6 separate regions of the Sus scrofa genome follow, and all the other regions are linked to region 1. A link is a contact called in public HiChIP or PLAC-seq data. All regions are on one chromosome and are shown on one strand. The core of a region is the stretch at or near the end of the contact, and the rest is flanking DNA. Distances in the headings are between cores, read along the strand shown. Region 1 overlaps NFIA (nuclear factor 1 A-type). Region 2 has its middle 72 kb from the start of NFIA. Region 3 overlaps LOC106507659 (a long non-coding RNA gene). Region 4 holds the start of NFIA (nuclear factor 1 A-type). Region 5 overlaps NFIA (nuclear factor 1 A-type). Region 6 overlaps NFIA (nuclear factor 1 A-type).

Region 1 (2,918 bases), core at 309-2,808:
GGGTCACGCTAATCCAGTTACTCATATTTGGCTTCCTGCTCTTATTTGGATGAGCTCAAGCCCACTGTCGAGCCGTCCTTGGCAAATCAGCGAGAAACCTGCTCGTCCTCCCCACCCTCTTCCAAGACAGTGGAAAGGGACAGGGCCTCTGGGCACACTCCTGGTTTCCCACGTTAGGCGACACCGCTTTGGAGTACTTCATTTTTTCAGCAAAATATTAGCATCCTACCGTATGCTTTGTATGCTAGGCTCTGGGGACAGAACAAGTACAAAAAATATGGCACCTGCACTTAAGGAGCTGTCCTACGGAAAGCAGATGCTGGATTGTAGACTTCTCTGTCTTTCAAGGTACCAACTACCCCTGCTTTTCTCCCAGTAGGATCTTTAAAAATATATGCCAGCTGGTGAGGCTGCGTATCCAGTGTCTGAGGGACCCAGAACCGAGTCTCACTTTTTCCACACCAGTGGTGTGATTTCCAGGAAGCAGGTCTCTGTCCTTGGGCCCCCAGAGGGCTACTGTGAGGGCCGTTCTGAAGTTTCTTTTCTTTTCTTTTTAGGGCCACACCCATGGCATATGGAAGTTTCCAGGGGAGGGGTCGAAACAGAGCTGCAGTTGCTGGCCTACGCCACAGCCACAGCAATGCGGGATCCTTAACCTACTGAGCGAGGCCAGGGATCGAACCCGAGAGTCCTCATGTATACTAATTGGGTTCGTTACCACTCAGCCACGACGGGAACTCCATTCTGCAGTGTCTGACGCCGCTTTCTTCTGACAAAGGTGACACGGCGTCCCCAGGTGTCAGTTATGGTATTGCCAGCCATGGGGATTTGATCTCTGCAGTCACTTTTCTTGCCTGATTTTGTTAATTAAAGAAAGCCTGTTTTCAATAACGCTAAACCAAGACTTGTTTATTGTACAGGAAGCTATTAAAATGTTAATGGGCCATGATTGGCCCCTGCTTACCTTTTCGGCCTTATCTCTTCACTGCTTGTACCCAACACTTGGGCTGTCTTCAACGTCTTCCAGGTGCCCCCAAGTCAAATGCTTTCTCCCTGCTGGGCCTTGGCATAGCTGTGCCCCTCTCCTTGGCTTTGCTAACACTTGTTAGTCCTTGCGTTCTCAGACTAAGTCCCTTCTTCCAAGGGGTTTTTCTCTAGGCCTTTAGTCCTGGGTTTACCTCTGTCACGGTTACTGAACTGTAATTACCTGCTTTTCCCCTCAAGAAAATGGACTATCTTCTTCTATGTGGCAAGAAGGCACCAGGCCAGTGTCTTGCCTGGTGGCTGGATAAATACTGTTGAATAAAGGATGCAAGAAAGAAACGAGGCATCTCCAAGGTTCCCGAAGCCTGAGGTCAGTTACCCAACAAGGCCTGTAGATGGGTGGCTTCTAGCGTGGCTGTGCCACATCCATGCTCTCACCTCATGTCCACGTTTCCCCAAGTGGCAGGTGCTCTCCCCAGGGAGACACAGGGCTCCACAGGCGACCCCGGGCCGTTCTGACTGAAGAGCTCTTGTGACGGGGCCAACGGCAGCCGACTGCGTCCGCAGCATGTGCAATAGTTTTGTGACGTGGACTGCTGCCTACTTACTACGAGCACAGAGGAGTCGTCCAAACCACCACTCCCTGGAGAGTGACCGTGCTGCTCCCGGCCAAGACCTCTCTTTGGTTCAAACCTCAAGACGGGAAAACACTAATCTTTTTACCCAATAAGCCATGCAGCACCTCCAAACCTGGAGAGTACACACACAATCCAATTATTCCGACTCCTGTTCCAAAGTCAGACTCTCTCATGGCATTCCAGCTTGCCCTGGTGTCTGCCTCACCATTCAGTACAGTTCTTTTTTGGATCTCCCTTTACATTTGTATCAAGTAATCTTTTACCTCGTGAAACCAAAGACTTCTGAATTAAAAACTGCACTCTGGCCCACTCACCTTGGCTCTGCAGACTTCCTGGAGGGCTGTGTGCATTGCGTGCGCTAAGAGCTTGGGCTCTGGAGTCAAGAGTTAACAGAATCCCATCACTTAACTAGTACACTGTTATGTGCTAGTTAATTGAGCTTAGGTTAAGTTAGCACCTCTGGGTCTGAGTTTTAGACTCTGTGCAATTGGAGGTAACTTGATCAGCTTTTGTGAGAACTGACTGAGCTAATGCCTGCAGAGGGACAAGGATAGAAAACCCAAAACCGGGGTAAATAGTTCTCCAAACATACAGTGTATACAGGCGTTTTTTAAAGGTCCACAGGAGACCTACGGAGGACCAGTTCCCTTGGAAAGGCATCGCTCACCAAGGAGACTTTCTCTTATTTAATGATATAATTTCTTAGTTAAAAGTAGCAGCTGTGTCAGTTCCATTTCCCCAGTTGCAAGAGAAAGTTCTTGAGAAAATAAAAATCTGTCTTTAATTGCGGTATTAAAATCAGAGCAGCGAAACCAACCGCACAAAAGGAACTGGCTCAAGTTTATGAAAGGCATTTGGGCCCTTGCCTTGCAAGGCTGAACTGCACGCCTTGGAAGTTGGGGGTGAGGCGGGGAGAGGGGAACCAGGGGTTGGGGGGGGGGCGGGGGAGAGAGTAGTCAGGCAACCAAGTGGGACAGCAACAATCCTATTTTGGTTTTTGTTAGCGAATGGCATACTACATAGATCAGAGACTTCTTATAAAATACAAACCCCCACTGTACACAAAGCACAGGAAAATGTGAGGAAAAAAGGGAAAAACGAAAAGCAGCTTAGGGTGTGTTAACGCTGCTATTCTGTCAGCTTAAAGAGTATTTTATGCTTGATCAACAGCTCTTTTTTATTGTGCTTTTCTTTCATTCATTCAAGACATCAAAGCCGGGCACCACCAGTGTACCTGCCCTTCTGGAGCCGCTTGCGAGGGGTTGTAATGAAGCACGGCTCTGGGAGCCGGAGACC
Region 2 (2,918 bases), core at 155-2,654, 460 kb after region 1:
GACCAGAAGAGTGATGTGACATGTTTTAAAGGATCATGATGAGATGATGGATAACGAATGAATTTTGGAGGAGGGGGCGCTCATGGGAAGAAAGATACTTGGAGACTCTTCTAATAATCCCAGGAAACGTCGATGCTGGATGGGACCCAGCTGGGAGCAGTGGAGCTGGTAAAAAGTAGATAAGTTCTCGATATGTTTGGAATAGAGAGCCAACAGGATTATCTCCAAATTATTGTTGACACCTTAAATGGAGTTAACATGATCCTCTTTTGAGGATTTTTTACAGCTTCAGTGTTTTATCTCATGTGATCCTTACGTTAATCTTGTGATGGAGGAGGAGATGGCAGCTGCATTCCTGACACAGAGAGGTCGAATTGTTCTCCTAGGGCTACACAGCCCGGAAATTTGCTGAACTGGGACTCTCAGCATCTCAGTCCCCAGCTCCTTTTCCATTCTCTCTCTTTTCTACTGGCTACCTCTAGATCTGAGCTCTTACTAGATTTTACCCTCCATTTTCTGAGCTCCTACCAATTCATCACCGTCCTTAAGGGCCTTGCCCATATCCATCCAAACCTCTAAATGCAGCGACTCTACAAGGACAAACAGGGGTCAGCAGAGACGTTCTGGCTCCCGGGCCCTGGATCCCCTCCCTCCATCATCTTTCACCTCCCTCAGTTCTTTTGCTCCCTCCAACCCTGTTCATCTGGACTGAATTCAATTATTTCTCGCCCTCTCATTACCGTCTGACCAAGATTTATGAGTTGATAATTGTCTGAAAGTAAGACCACAAAGTATCATTTGTGTTTGGGGCCAACCTTCCTGGTGACCTTTAGGATTAAAGGCAAAATGAAAAGTGTGATTTCTGCAGAGCCAAACAGGGTAACGTGATCCAACCTGGCTAATCGTCCAAAGCCTCGGATTTCCCTGGTTGAGGACACGTTAAAGCTGGCACAAAGGGGGACAACTAATCCTGCAGGTTCACTTCACAAATTAAATTTTTGAAGGCATCACCACCTCTCTTTCTCTCGCCTTTGGTGCATTCTGCGTGACGTTTTCCAAACAGGATGATGACAACAGCTCACACCTCTATGGCCTCTATTGGATTATTTTTACAGGCTATTTAAAAACACTTTTTGGAGAAGCCCTAATTGAAAACAGACCTCTCCCCGCATCTGAGTTAGCAAACGGAGCATTGCTGAGGGTGAGAAGAAAATGAATCCATGGAAACTTTCCCAGGCGGGCGGGTGAGACCTGATCCTGAACTTCCCCGAAGCCCTGCGTGTGTGATCTTGGCCCTTCCTGATAGCTCTTCCTCACGTGGCCCTGGCTGGTCAAAGACAAAAGCAGAGAAAACACTACTTGGGACTCAGTCTAAAGCTTCCAACCAGCCTGAGACATTTGTGGGGCCTTTGTGGTTCCCGGTGGGGAACGTGCAGTACTGTGTCATTCTGAGTTAGAAAGCCACTTCCTAAGGGAAGAGGGCAGTTGGCCCGTGTCCCATGCACTGAATCATAAAATGAGAAGGCCTAATAAATATGAAACAGGAGTAACGTCTTGCCTCTGCTCCTGCAGGCAGTCTCGGTGTTGAGTTCCGCATGTATTTATTGTACCAGGCACTGTGCTCGGTCCTTGGGGAAAAAAGAATTCTGTAAAACTTCAAGGAGCTCACAGACTAGAATCTCCCCTCTGAGGCAAGGACCCAGACTCTGCCAGGCTGGGCCCGGGGCTGGCGCTGGGCATGTGCTGGGCTGATGGGCACACACTGGCCTTGGAGCCAGAGGAACCAAAGCTGCTGGGTTTGGACAAAGGAGACCCAGGAAGCAAGGACTGCTTGTGGGGTCAAATCCAAGGGGTTGAGGGTGGGAGTGAAGGAATAAAAGCTGGGGTTTCCAGAGGGCAGAGACCACATCTGTATTTTCTACCAGTGCACGCACCGTACACCTGGTTTACCAAAAGATACAATCAACAAACTACTTTTGAACAAACTACTTTTTAACCAACTTTTTGAACACAGTCTGGGAAACATGTATTTATTCCACTGTGGAGCTTTTCTTCATGTGTAGTTTGTTTTATGTCTTTCTTTTCTTTTTTTTTTTTTTTTTTTTTTTTTTTGTCTTTTTAGGGCCACATGTGCGGCATATGGAGTTTCCCAGGCTAGAGCTGGGAACTGCATCTGCCAGCCTAGGCCACAGCCACAGCAATGCCAGATCTGAGCCACATCCATGACCTACACTGCAGCTCATGGCACCGCCGAATCTTTTCTTTAACCCACTGAGTGAGGCCAGGGATTGAACCCGAATCCTCATGGATACTAGTTGGTTTTTTAACCTGCTGAGCCACAATAGGAACTCCTGTAGTTTGTTTCCTATAGAAATTTTAAACCAGCCCAGTCCACATTGCATAGACTCTGGAGTTCAGCTGTCTGTCCCATCTGTAAAATGGGACTATGAGTAGCAGGATCAAGCATGTAAAGCACTTACAATAGCACCTCGTCTGAGTTAAGTGCTTCATAATGATGATTAAGTGCTCATGAACAATTTTCAAGAGTATTCATTAATAAACCTGAGCTTCGCAATCTCTCAGATTTCAGTGGCGCATTCCAAAAACCTCCTCACTTGTTCCCAGCCCGTCCTCTTTGTTCTCTGTCTGACCAAGGCTTGGCCCCAAATCAGCTCTGTTCTGCACCTTCCTTCTGGACTTGGCCCCTGGCTCTTTTGGTCTGCTGTTAGTACTTTGTCTCCTCTGTGTCTGGCTTTTGGCTCCCTGTAAATTCTGGCTTGGCCTGCACCCCTAGCTCTTGCACTCCAGATGGCGTCAAGTAAGCTCTCGGCTCACATTTGGCCTCTTGCACTCCTGCCCTGGCAGTGGGGCCCTGGTCAGCCCATTGTCCAAGTGAGGTCCATCCAGTGGTGCACTGG
Region 3 (2,918 bases), core at 285-2,784, 410 kb after region 1:
GGTGTTCCCTACCTCCTGTAGTTATGAGTTAATAAAAACATGTCCCTATTTTTAAAAAGATCCATAAAGTTGATGCTAAATTTGAGAGTTAATGTTGCAACTAAACTCTCCTGGAGCCACATCTTTTCTGTCTGTAATGCCAGCAACCATTTGTCCTTAAAAACTTACTATAATGATTCTTTCAAGGCCTTTGAGAAAATGTAATAAACAACTAATTGGAAAAAAAAGTAAAACCCAACTCTCACTTATTTTACTTTCTCAGATCAAGGAAACGGACTTCAAGCAAAATAATCAACTTTATGTAGTTTATTTTTAAACTCCTCTATTTTCAGTAGCTCATTTTCTTCCTTAACTAAGTCACACCGCTTTGTTCGAGTTCACATCTACCTCTCCCACGTGTCCCCACTAACCGACTCAGTGATTCGCACCCAGCGAGACCGAAGGAGTGGAAACCGTCCTGAAAGGAGCCCTGCCGGCATTTGGTCCCAGGGTAAAGCGCTCCATTTCAGAAGTTCTGAGAAAAGTGTCTTCTTCCGAAACTACCAGTGGAGCAAATCATTTACCTAATTCATTCAAGAGCCTCCATAGGAAGGACTTTGGAGCCTGATGATCCTCATAATTCGGTACTAATGAAAACCCCTTTGGCCCTTCGCTTTCGGCCCCGCGAGAGACGGCATCCGCTCCCAGGACGAGAAGAGCGGGCCTGGCTCGCGGCGGCCCCTCCCCATCTAACCCCAGATGGCACAACCCGAGAGCACAGCGACGACGGCGGCGACTCCAGACGCCGCCCGTGCCACCGTCCTATCCGCCACTGTGCCACTCTCGCCCCCTCTCCTCCAGCGCGGGCCCCTCCCGCTTTCCCTTCCTTCTCACCCTCCCCAGGGCTTTTTATGGGGGTAAGAGGTAAATTGGGAATATTTCCTCTGTCGCGAAACATTCTCCTTCCTCAGCCATCTCCCACTCGGGCGGATTGGAATTAAAATCCGGTAATTCAACTTTGCTGCGAAAACTCGGGTTCCTGGGGAGGGGCCGGAGGGAAGGAAGACCCCGCGGTGAATGCGCAGCCCTAGGAGGCTCCCATCCCGCCTCGCTGCCGCCCGGCGGGGAGGATGAAAGCCGAAGGCCGGGGAGGGGCTGCGCGCTCCCCCGAGGGGGCTAGGGTTTGGGGCGGAGGAGGCCGAGGCTAGGTGGCGAGTGCGGGGCCGGGGCTTCAGGGCTCGCGGGTACCCGGACCCTCTTCCCAGGCTGCGCGCTCCCGGCCCTGCAGGTGCACCCCCTCCGCCCCCTTGCAAGCCCCTCCAAGAAAACCGCCTTCCGGCCCAAGTTCGGTCCTTGGAGGCTTTGAACGTGGCCTTTCAGAAGTTTTTAAAGCTGCTCCGCCCCGCGCAGCATTCAAGGGTCACACTCCCCTCCATCCCTCCACCCGCGCTACAGCTGCAGCACCAGGGGGTGCAGGGAAGGAGTGGGGCGGGGTGTGGGGGGAGGCCGTCGGCAGGCCGAGGCTCAGGGGTCCAAGCACCGCCCAGAAGCGCCAAGCTCGGCCTAGAGCGCTTGGAGATCCGCTCCCGAGCCCAACCTCTGAGGAAGCACAGGCAGACAGCTCCTGCACCGCGCCAGCCACGGGGGGGTGGGGGTGGGGGTGGGGGAGAGGGGAGGGGAGGGGCAGTGGGGAGAGGAAGAGAGACCGGGCGGGGGAAGGGCACAACCACATTACCAGGGTTCCTGTGCTGAGCTGCAGCCAAGGGACTATTTAAACTGGCCTTGAGGGGAGGCAGCTGGTGACCCGCGTCCTCGCCCTCCAAGTTCCCCGCGAATCAGGGCGCCACCTACAGGCAAGTTTCGGATAGCAGGAGGGAGAAAGGGAGACAGCCCGTCAAGGAAAGCCACCCAGGGGAGCAGGACCCTGTTTTCTCCAGGGCCATCTCCCGCTCCTGAGTCTGAGTTCTGAGCTCCAGAGTTATGGATCTACTGGCAGCAGCAAGAGTTCTGAGGGCACTGAGAATGAGCTTTTAGGGAATGAGGAATTGAGGTAGTAAATACAGGAGTTGGAGGATTCATGGACCAAAGTCCCTCTTCTAGGCTGGTCTTAGAAAATGCAGCTTGTTTCGCTGAGAAGAGTGGCTGTGTGGCCGTGGACAAGTTGCTTGATCTTTCCAATCCTTGGTTTCTTCATCCCTTAAAAGAGGTATAGTGGTGCCTGCCTGACAGGGTCTTTTCTAGAATTAAACGAGATAATGTAGATGAGAAACTGCAGGTGCCTTCTAGAGGGAGATTTCATCGATTTCTAATATGGAAAAACTGTCTTTTAACCTAGGAAATCTAACTTATAAGACTTTGTCTAGCTTCTTTCTGTTTGTTGAAGATTAGGGCCTTTGAAGAGGATAGAGAGAGTCAAAGAGGTGTGAGTGTCTGATTAGGATAGAAGGACCAGTTAGTGGAAGTTTTGACAACTGCTCTCTAGCTAACCCCCTTCTTATAGACATATAATAACATATTATATTTATGCATCACTTAGTATTGCTATTTACTATTACCTCATTTAATTTTATCACTTATATGGCATATGTTTTTCCCATATTGAAGATGTGAAAACAAAGACGTGGGGATACAAGCCATAGCTGGTACCTTTTTTTTTTTTTCTTTAAAGAAAATTTCCAACTTAGCAGCTCTAGATCTGTATTTCAGAATCTACCTTTGACATCAATTTATTAAGCACCTACTATGTGCTTGGTTATATATATTAGGAATTTCACATGTGATTCTCAGGTCTCATGTGATTCTCATATCATGTCTGTGAAGCAGGACTTCAAGATCTCCCTTCACAGAAGAGGAGAGCTCGGTTCAGGGAGACCCAGGGCATCATTTAATGTCCTACAGAGAAGTGGTGGAGCCAGGTCATGAGGAGCCCTGATCTTCCG
Region 4 (2,918 bases), core at 248-2,747, 390 kb after region 1:
TTTCTCCCCCTTTTCCTTTCAAATGTACAAAACAGCTGTCAGTACACCTGTGAAACATTCTCTCTCCCTTAAAACTGTTGTTTAGAGTTCAAGAAGAGAGGCTTGTCTATTCCTTCAAAGTACCTGAAAAGCCAAAGCTTTTAAGATAATCAGAGTAAGAAGTTTTGCAATGCTAAGTATGCAATATATCACTTCCGAAAGCTCACTACGGTCCCATAGTTTTTAAGCCACATACTTTTAAAAGCTGAATCTCACCTTCCACAACCCTTAACAACATTCCTGAACTTACAAATAATAATTCATGCAAAGTTAAACATTTCTGTAGAAGAATTTAAAAAAAATAAAAAACTTTTCCCAAAAGGCAATGGAAGAAGGCATACGATTTACGCAAACAAAACAAAACTACACCAATTAGGTTTTCTTTTCTGAAACTCGAAAACTCTTTCCTATTATGCTTGCTAAATCCGGAAGAGCCTGTAGCTTTGACAGCTTGAACCACACCATCCCCTTCAGAGCCGCAGAGAACTTCAGATCTTGTCTGCCCCGCCCCCTCTGGCTACTGCGAGCCAGTGTACACCCAAGCTTCCTCATGATTGGATAAAGCTCTAGTCAATCTCCCAGGTTGTCCCATTGATTAGAGGATCGAATCGTCAATTACTCTCCGGTCCAGACATTTCTTTTCGGGTTAGGTTGACTGCTGAGGCCAGACGTCTTTTTACAGAACCGAGCACGTACAGGATTCCCCCCCCTCCCCTTTCTGGAACCGAGCAAGCACTTGGAGGAGAAAAAAAAATCTGTCAAGCTCAGCAATTTTTTTCAAATCTCAGGAAGAAAAAAAAAAGGAAACCCAGTCCCTAATGCACATAGCAAAATAAATAAATAAAAGCCATCCACAAAGCTACATCTTTAAAACAAAACCATCACAATAGACATTTACCCAGCAATCACGTCAGTGCATATGCAAGCTAGAGAAAATTTTAAGTCTTAGCCATTAACAAAACCATTCTACCATTATTGTTGTTTATAAAACGCATATCGTATAAACGCAAAATAGAAAGTTTAAGATGTACCACGTACCATTGCAATGTAAAAAGAGTACGTGAGAAACTTTAAAATGTTCAGACGAATTGCTTCATTTGTTGTCCCCCTTTTTTTTTTTTTTTGCATTAAAAAGATATCTTAATAAACTTGGAACCGTTGAAAACCCGGAAGAGATTTTTTTTTAAGCTGTTGGCCAATTGCAGGCTTCTTGGAGATTTTTTTTTTTTTTTTCTCCAAATCAGGAGGCTTCTGCAATTGCAATGCGCGCTCTCTGCCTCTCTCACTGTCTCTCCTCTTTTGAAAGCGATCCAACCCGGGCTGGCTGGTTCTCAGATTCTCTCTGGTTTTGCCTTGTGTGCTTTGGATTCTACGAGACTTTGCCGAAGTTGCAATCGGTTCGCAGTCCCTCTCTCCTCTCACTACCCGCTTGTTTATTTCCGCAATCGCTGCAATTTGCATAGTAACCACGCACGGGGCGCCGGGGCTGCCTGCAGAGGGGGCCCGGAGGGGGCAGGGAAAGGCCTTGCCCCCGCTCCCTCCCCCCGTCTCTCTCCCCGCCAGTCTCCTCCTCCCCCACGGCGTGTGGCCAATAGGAGCCCCGACATTCAGCGCAAGCTCGGGTCGGGACACCGTTTGGAAGAAAAGCCCCTGTGTTACTAGGCCCCGCTCACAGGACCGTGTTTTTGGCGCAGTAGGAGTTCCCCTGCTTGCGGACCTCGCAGCCGGTACTAGGGAGATGTGAGGCTATGATACCTTTGCCTGCGGTTGTGCGGGTTTTGCACGTTTTAATCAAGTCTGCACACCTGCTTTCTCGGTTTCTTTTTCCATAGCCTCTGGTGAGTTATTAGGTTAGTTCATGATGGTTAGTGAGAGATTTAACCTTTATTTGCACTGGTGTAGACCAAGAGTTAAAGATCCTCTTTGGATCATTAAATCAAGAGAGTGCAAAATGTCACCGAGAACTTGCAGTGAAATAAAGCTTCTACTCTAGCTTCAGAAAGGAAAAAGCATTGCCACTACTCTCTGCAGATGGCTGAACATAAAAATGGTTAGGTGGGCTCCCTCAAGAATAAAGCTGTTCCTTTAAAGCAGGAGATGCAGTGAAATTCGAATGTAATTGCAAGCGTTTAATTGGTCAATATCCTTACAAAACCTGGGTTCCACAAAATTTAATGCACTTCTCCACCTCCCATCCCCCCCAAAGGAGACCTGTTTCAACATTTAAAGGAGGTAGGGGGTTAAAACCCAGTTGCTGAAACATCAAATCCTTCATTTCACTGATTCGTCTTATATGATTAATCCAGACTCTTTAAGATCAGGTGATCAGGATATTTCAGTGTCAACCTTTTATGTGTTTGTTTTATGCAACAGACTAGGCATTGGTGCAGTGGTGGTGCAAGGGAAGTATCCCTTTAAATGGAAAGCATCACAACCAGGTATTGCCTTTTTTTTTTTTTTAATGTGTTTGCTTTGCATCAGTTAAGTAGCTTAGGACATTTTGCTGAATAACTGAGTGACTGGAAAATGTGTGCTTAAGCTCACTTGATAAAAATTATCCAGTAAGAAGTCAAGAGGAATAGGAAGCAACTTGGCGGTTGCCTGATTTTCTTAACTGTCCTTGGTGAAGTTACCTAATTAATTGATAACAGAACCTCGAGCAGTTAAATCAGAAGTTAGAGAATCCTCCTATTCTATTTTGAACCACATTTTTGGCTTTAGGCTTGCACTTTACAACCAGGTAACTGATGCAGCATTACTAGGAGGTACTATATTGTGACTGCCCTTGGTGTTAGGCAACATTTGCTGTTCTGGTCTGCCTCCGATAGATTCGGATATTGTCTGGCTCTAGAAACTCTGTGGCATTTTAATCCTGGCCT
Region 5 (2,918 bases), core at 224-2,723, 340 kb after region 1:
AAATTCCATCAACTCTGTGATGTTCCTGAGGTGGAAAGGAGACCGAGGAGAGATGTTAATGAGAGGCAGATTTCAGCTAAATAAAAGAAAGCATTTTCCAGCAACGCACATCAAGATGGAAGAGGCAGCCCGGGGAGGAAGAGGGCGCTTCTCCAGCCTGGGAGGCAGGTTAGTGCGGTGCAAAACGATGGGAGGAGGTCCTAATTTCTGTTGGGCCTTAAGCTAGACACACGAGCGGAGGCAAGTCGCCTTACAGGTTGACCTAACTTAATTTCCTCATCTGTAAACTGTATGTCATAAAACCCACACGTAAGTTAAACAGGAGATGGTGAGCACGTGCCCGAGCAGTATCTCGAGAGAGGAGGTATTCAGCATCAGCCACCTTCACTCCCACTCCCTCACGTCCCTCTGGAAGTATTTACGCAGAGGCTGTTGGGGGCATCACACGGGAGTTTCTAACAGAGCAAGGCTGTGGGACGCAATGGCCTCTAAGATCCTTTTAAGTCTAGGATTTGGTTAGCACAGCTATTCTGAGGCGATAGCTCTTCTACGTGAGGCGTAGGATGTTGACAATGATTTACTTTCGTCCTTCTCCCCTCCTTGAGCAGCCACCTGAAAATCAGAATGAATGCTCTTATTTTTCTTCTTCGGTATTCTATGCTTGCTGGCTCATTCCACTTTATTTCAAAGAATTTTCCATAAGCTCTTAAATGTTTCCATATGACACCATATTCTGCAGGTAACCTGAGTTCATACCATTCCCCAAACACGAGTCCCTGTAAAAGGTTCCAGGATCTCTTTGTGTGCTCTGAATAGAATTTGTTAGGCTGCCAAATCATTCGGTCTTCTCCAGATAGCCTTGTCGTTCCTAACTTGGTTATCAAATTCTGTTATCAGCATATTTTAATCAAAGCCTTTCAAAAACAGTCTGAGGGTTAGGAAACAGCATAAGGTCTAAATGAAAAAAGGCCAGAGGCTAAAATATACCTACCAAGGGGGACAAAAGCGAAGGGCTATTCTGACTTTGCTTTAGGACACAACAACAGCGGAAGCTACTGTCCTCTTAGGAGGGGGAGAAAAAAAAATGCCAGCTCAAATGTCACATGTGAATAAATTATTGGCCGCGCATAAACAACAACAAAAAAGGAGGGGTTCTGGTTTTCTTCCTAACCCGTGAGTTTACACAAGACCTCTTTAAAAAGAGGGAATCTTTCTTTTGTCAAGAAATCATCATCTGCTGCTTGAAGAATTTAAAAATAAAATGAAACATTAAAAAAAAAAAAAGGAAGAAAATTCCCGGGCTCCGCGCCTCCTAAGGCAGCAGAGATTCACTCCTCTGGTGGTGAGAAGCAGAGATGGTGGGCGCGATCCAGAGTCACAGCTGCTTGGGAAGCCGCCGGGCGCTCCTGTCATTTCAGAAGCCTTGCTGTGCACACACATCTGAGCGGGGCCACCTGGATTCCCTCCTCCCGTGGAGGGAGGCCAGGTTACAGTCGCTCCATCCATGCCACTCTCTGGAAGGAGGAAGGTCTCTGCACAGAGTGTGTGCCACCCTCCATGCAGCCTGCTCTTTCAAACAGGGCGATAATTAAAAAGGGGGGGGGGGCAAAAAAACAAACAAAAAAAAAACCCCGGCTGCCTCCTCCCATCCAGCCCCAATTTTATAACCAAAAGAAATCATTGTTTCTTTCATTATTACTTTCTTTCAACCATGACAATAAACACTCTTTGGCAAGTACCTCATCAGAGGAAAGCTATTCAAAGAATTTCACATTGATAACACCACCCGTGTGGTGCTGGAAAGAACTTTGTTGATAATTCGTCCTGAACCTCTCACGATCCAGATACCTGGAATGTCTGCTCCTTGGCCAACGGAAGTAGAAAACCTTTAGGAAGGATTCGTAATTCAAATCTTCCTGTCCGTTCTGGACAGAATGAATTTTCCTTCCTTTGCGACCCGGCATCTCTTATACGCCCCTGATGCCATTGTGCAGTTGTGAGGTCCCGTCTCCACTGCAAGACCTGAAGCCTCTTGAGAGAAGGGCCCAGTCTTTCTCCTCTAGGGGTCCCTGATGCCTCGCATAATGGTCAGCTCAGAAAATTCTCAGTTGCCTCAACCAATGGCTGATGAATTAAGTGGGATCAAAGGACACTGAAGGTCAAGAAGCTAAAAGGACTGGCCAAGGATCACAGGGCTACACCAGGAACTAAATCCCCCAGTGGGGCTCTCTCTTCTCCACCGGGACTCCCCCTGCCAAAAAAAAAGGTGAGAGGAATGGCTTAGGACTTTACCGTCTCTCAAACCCCAACTGTCCTCCTTTCAGCCCAGAAGCAACTCTTCTTCGAATAAGACACTCAGATTCAAGAAAAAGGAATCTGTGTTGCCTAGTATTAAATAATTTGATAAAAAGCTGGTAAAAACAGAAAGGTTTTACACATGCAAATCTGCCCTTGCACCCAATTTCAATTCTCTTATTTTCCTGATCTATATTCCTGCTCTCCAGATGGACCATCAGCTTTATACCAATGCCAGCAACAGCTTGCGTATTGTTTGTTTAAAACAAAGATGATGGATTAAATATCATATGCAATGTGAGGAAAGAGGTTAAGGCTAATATTCCTGTTCTGAAATATATCATAAACCCAGTCCATGAGCTTTTGTCCCCAGTGGATTCGTATAAATAAAAATTTAATTTTATTTTTCAGACTCATAAGAGGAAGCATGCATTCATCTAGAATATGGAGCCTTTCCATCGCTCCAGATTTATTCTTGTTCTAAGGCATCATTACCCTCCAAATTATACAGACTTATGTCATTTCATTGAAACACTCATTCACCCATCACATGCCCAGATCCAACAGTAACACTTTTGTTTTACAATTATGCCAAAATGAGCAAACTTGAAATTCTTTCACCT
Region 6 (2,918 bases), core at 240-2,739, 280 kb after region 1:
AGTTGTATCGCCACGCCTGTTGTTTACTCAAATTCAGCTTCAGGTCCTTAGAGCTCAGAAGGATCTTAACCATCTTCCTTAACAGTCTCCATCCTACAGAGAGCTTACCTGACTTGCTAACACCACACAGGTAATTCAAAGCTGACGTCACTCAACGTCGGACATCAGGGGGCAAAAGCATAGAAGACATGCCGAGGTACCAACTTGTCTGCTGTTCCTAATAAGCCTGCCAAGACTCCATATTTGAAATATGCAGCTATCCTTCGATTGACGTCTTTCTAAAGTGCTTAAATCTCAGGTTAATTCTCATTTGAATATTAAGTAGCCCACCATTCGGCTGAGACATATAAATGGAGCCTACAGGGTTAAAAGAATGCAAGTCAAGTCAAGTCACAGACCTCTGTGTTATGTCTGGGACAAGTTCATAAAAGCAATTTTAAACTCCTCTGTTTTCTTTCAGCTCCTTCCTTCGTGTTTATGTGCAAATTATACCTTACTCTCTAGGTTGTATTTTGCCATTTTCCTCTCGTTTCCCAAAGAAAGCTCCCCAACGTGACAATGCTCTGAAGGGGGGGCGGGGGCAGCATGAAGTTCCTCTGAGTTCCTGCTCTCTTCGAGCACGGCTCCTATCACACAATAATGTGTTATTTTGTTGAATTTTGGCATCCATCGAGCTTGTTTGGTCAGAAGCCAAAAAATTAGAGTGTGTCGGTCCACCAGTTTCTCAGCAGAGAAGCTCTCTTCTCACCCAGCGAGTGTGCTGTACCCTTGGCCTCTGGCCAAGAAGGGAAATCCATTTTACATAAAGAATGCACAAAGCTCAAGTGCTCAGAGACTTTTTACCTACTAAAATAACTTTATGGACAAATGCCAGTCTGCTAGACACATTCTGCAGGAACATTTGGCATGCAAAACAAGGTAAAGTGCTCTGTGGAGGTAGCAAGTTTTTCAGCAGCGAGGAAATGGCTGAGCGTGCCCTCGTGGCGCGTCACGTGCCGGGCTCGGCCGGCGTGATTGGCTGCGGCCGAGTAAATACAGCCGCCATGTAAGGAGCCCGACGTCGCCCAGCGCCGGCTTCTTAAAATGGCGGCCGAGTCCGCACCACGAGAGGCCGGCCGGCCCCACTCCCCACGTTCCCCCCTGAAGTTTTCTGTTTTTGTTTTTGTTGTTCACAAAACCTTACGGATTTGAGTAGAAACAGATTTCTCACAACTTGCTTCTCCCGGCTCGATTTCACAGTTCGGCATACACTCAGGCTCTGTCAAAAGCTTGACAATGTTCCAGGGAAAATATTAACTGTAAACTTTCCAAGGGGAATTAGAGGCGCAGGCAGGAATGTCAGGACGCCCTCCCTTCAGAAAGCACATCCCCAGGTTGCGCCTGGAAGCGTTTGGGAAGGACGCACGGGCAGCCCGGGCTCCAGGGACCTCCAGGATGGTCCCACTTGGCCGAGCCGCCGGGGGGCAGGGGAGGGCGGGGGCAGGACACATCCTCCCTGGCGAAGAGGCACGGAGGTCCCTCGCTCTCCCGCTCAGGCCTGACCAGTTGAACACTGCACACTCTGATGTATAAATATTTGCCTCTGGCGAAAGTTCAAGCAGCCCTGTGTGGCTGCCAGACACAACAGAAAACCAACATCCAAGGGAAAGTGTTTACTGCAGCGGTGGCCAAAGGAGCAACTGCCAGCAAAAGATCGCCTCGGATTGGCCAGGCCTGCCTGCGGTGTCCTCCTACAGCACCTGGCCACGGGCCACTGGCCGCTGGGGTGTTCCCACCCTTTGGGTAATGGTTCTGGTCTTTAATGCACAGCCTCGCCACTCACGCCACACGAGACCCACAGACATGCTGATGGTTTCGCACGTGTTCCGCCAGAGAGAGGGGCCCGAGCGAGCCAGACCACCCATATACCTGCTCCCACCGCTGCAAAACAAGTGTCTGCTCCTTGAAGCCACCTCAGTAGGGCCCGTGACCTTTTCACACCATCCCGCCTCGCCAAACCAGGGGCATTTCTCAGGCCCAGCGACTCCGGCACGCTGCCCAAGTCTCTTCCCTATCTAGTCCATCATTACATTCCTCAATCACCAGCATCTGATGAATTTAAGCACCTCTGAAATGCCTGCAAGAAAAGAAACTAGGAGACCTCTGATAGATAGCTGCAGTAAGATTTTTTAAATAAAGCCCTGCATCCTTCAAATTCTTTCTCCAAAAACCAAAACCTACATTATGCTATTTTATCGGTGCTATAGTTCTGAAACAGGTAAGAAAGCAGCTGCCCATCAGAAGTTTAAGGCCTCTAATTAGGATAAAGGAACTGAATGGGAAAAGCATCTTGAAGAAAATCTCTTCAGAAAAGTTATGCATTCATGATTTATGCTAAGCAAGTACCTAGCAGGGCAGTGTCTTTCCATGGTTTTCAGTTTTCAGTGTTCAGGGAAGTTTGACTACAACCAAGATAAGTCATCATATTTTTAAACCACTGTCATCCATGTAACATTTCTTTTTCATAAACAATAATCCATGAATCGAATTCTTCCTCAATGCTGCAACTGAAATGTTTCTGTTTCGTTGAACTGAAAACTCACAGAGAAAGTGGGCCAGAAAAATCGAAGAATATGAAGATGAGAGCTGCTTTTATGTAAAATTTTTGATATTATGGAACAATAATTTAGGTAAAGCAAGCCAAGCTATTATAATTTCAACTATTTCAAATAAACTATAAATTTCCTTAATTGAAACATTTGCCATTGGTTAAAAAGAAAGATTTTACATCCAGGCACAATTTTAGCGTTCTAGCTTTGAACATTCTTCAAGGTCCTGAATCTTGACTGATCTCAGGCTTAAAGAAACTTCTAGGAGTTCCCATCGTGGCGCAGTGGTTAACGAATCTGACTAAGAACCATGAGGTTGCGGGTTCGATC

The links. HiChIP or PLAC-seq counts read pairs in DNA pulled down with a chosen protein or histone mark.
Region 2: an H3K27ac HiChIP or PLAC-seq map of skeletal muscle shows a contact between it and region 1. The contact joins two enhancer-like sites. A contact is called at or near these places in 5 of 47 Hi-C or Micro-C datasets (adipocytes, alveolar macrophages, embryonic fibroblasts and 2 more) and 2 of 2 datasets of contacts at active chromatin or transcription factors (alveolar macrophages and skeletal muscle).
Region 3: a contact with region 1 is called in an H3K27ac HiChIP or PLAC-seq map of skeletal muscle. The contact joins two enhancer-like sites. A contact is called at or near these places in 17 of 47 Hi-C or Micro-C datasets (alveolar macrophages, brain, embryonic fibroblasts and 10 more) and 2 of 2 datasets of contacts at active chromatin or transcription factors (alveolar macrophages and skeletal muscle).
Region 4: a contact with region 1 is called in an H3K27ac HiChIP or PLAC-seq map of skeletal muscle. The contact joins the promoter of NFIA here to the enhancer-like site in region 1. A contact is called at or near these places in 3 of 5 promoter capture datasets (fetal liver, fetal skeletal muscle and liver), 3 of 47 Hi-C or Micro-C datasets (fetal skeletal muscle, mesenteric adipose tissue and psoas muscle) and 2 of 2 datasets of contacts at active chromatin or transcription factors (alveolar macrophages and skeletal muscle).
Region 5: an H3K27ac HiChIP or PLAC-seq map of skeletal muscle shows a contact between it and region 1, with 3 times the contacts expected there. The contact joins two enhancer-like sites. A contact is called at or near these places in 1 of 47 Hi-C or Micro-C datasets (skeletal muscle) and 2 of 2 datasets of contacts at active chromatin or transcription factors (alveolar macrophages and skeletal muscle).
Region 6: an H3K27ac HiChIP or PLAC-seq map of skeletal muscle shows a contact between it and region 1. The contact joins two enhancer-like sites. A contact is called at or near these places in 3 of 47 Hi-C or Micro-C datasets (brain, fibroblasts and psoas muscle) and 2 of 2 datasets of contacts at active chromatin or transcription factors (alveolar macrophages and skeletal muscle).

What each region holds. Positions count from the first base shown.
Region 1 is chr6:150,841,958-150,844,875 of Sscrofa11.1, forward strand. All of the region lies in intron 10 of NFIA (nuclear factor 1 A-type), which reads right to left. Among named protein-coding and RNA genes, the nearest start is that of TM2D1, 230 kb to the left of the region's middle. Within about 2 kb of position 1,559, at least 20 of the 83 cell types and tissues checked have an H3K27ac peak or open chromatin away from gene starts, as enhancers often do. A contact at or near this core is called in fetal skeletal muscle, mesenteric adipose tissue, omental adipose tissue and 3 more, where this site is marked.
Region 2 is chr6:151,300,712-151,303,629 of Sscrofa11.1, forward strand. No RefSeq gene overlaps it. Among named protein-coding and RNA genes, the nearest start is that of NFIA, 72 kb to the left of the region's middle. Within about 2 kb of position 1,405, at least 15 of the 83 cell types and tissues checked have an H3K27ac peak or open chromatin away from gene starts, as enhancers often do. A contact at or near this core is called in skeletal muscle and subcutaneous adipose tissue, where this site is marked.
Region 3 is chr6:151,250,412-151,253,329 of Sscrofa11.1, forward strand. It overlaps LOC106507659 (a long non-coding RNA gene), which reads left to right. Exons shown (of 2, transcript XR_002345466.1): 2 at 263-995. Among named protein-coding and RNA genes, the nearest start is that of NFIA, 22 kb to the left of the region's middle. Within about 2 kb of position 1,535, at least 41 of the 83 cell types and tissues checked have an H3K27ac peak or open chromatin away from gene starts, as enhancers often do. A contact at or near this core is called in mesenteric adipose tissue, omental adipose tissue, retroperitoneal adipose tissue and 2 more, where this site is marked.
Region 4 is chr6:151,228,276-151,231,193 of Sscrofa11.1, forward strand. NFIA (nuclear factor 1 A-type) reads right to left here and starts at 1,498. Exons shown (of 11, transcript XM_021097780.1): 1 at 1,078-1,498. The coding sequence starts at 1,167.
Region 5 is chr6:151,177,663-151,180,580 of Sscrofa11.1, forward strand. The region is part of intron 2 of NFIA (nuclear factor 1 A-type); the gene reads right to left. Among named protein-coding and RNA genes, the nearest start is that of NFIA, 51 kb to the right of the region's middle. Within about 2 kb of position 1,474, at least 16 of the 83 cell types and tissues checked have an H3K27ac peak or open chromatin away from gene starts, as enhancers often do. A contact at or near this core is called in skeletal muscle, where this site is marked.
Region 6 is chr6:151,117,987-151,120,904 of Sscrofa11.1, forward strand. The region is part of intron 2 of NFIA (nuclear factor 1 A-type); the gene reads right to left. Among named protein-coding and RNA genes, the nearest start is that of NFIA, 110 kb to the right of the region's middle. Within about 2 kb of position 1,490, at least 56 of the 83 cell types and tissues checked have an H3K27ac peak or open chromatin away from gene starts, as enhancers often do. A contact at or near this core is called in skeletal muscle, where this site is marked.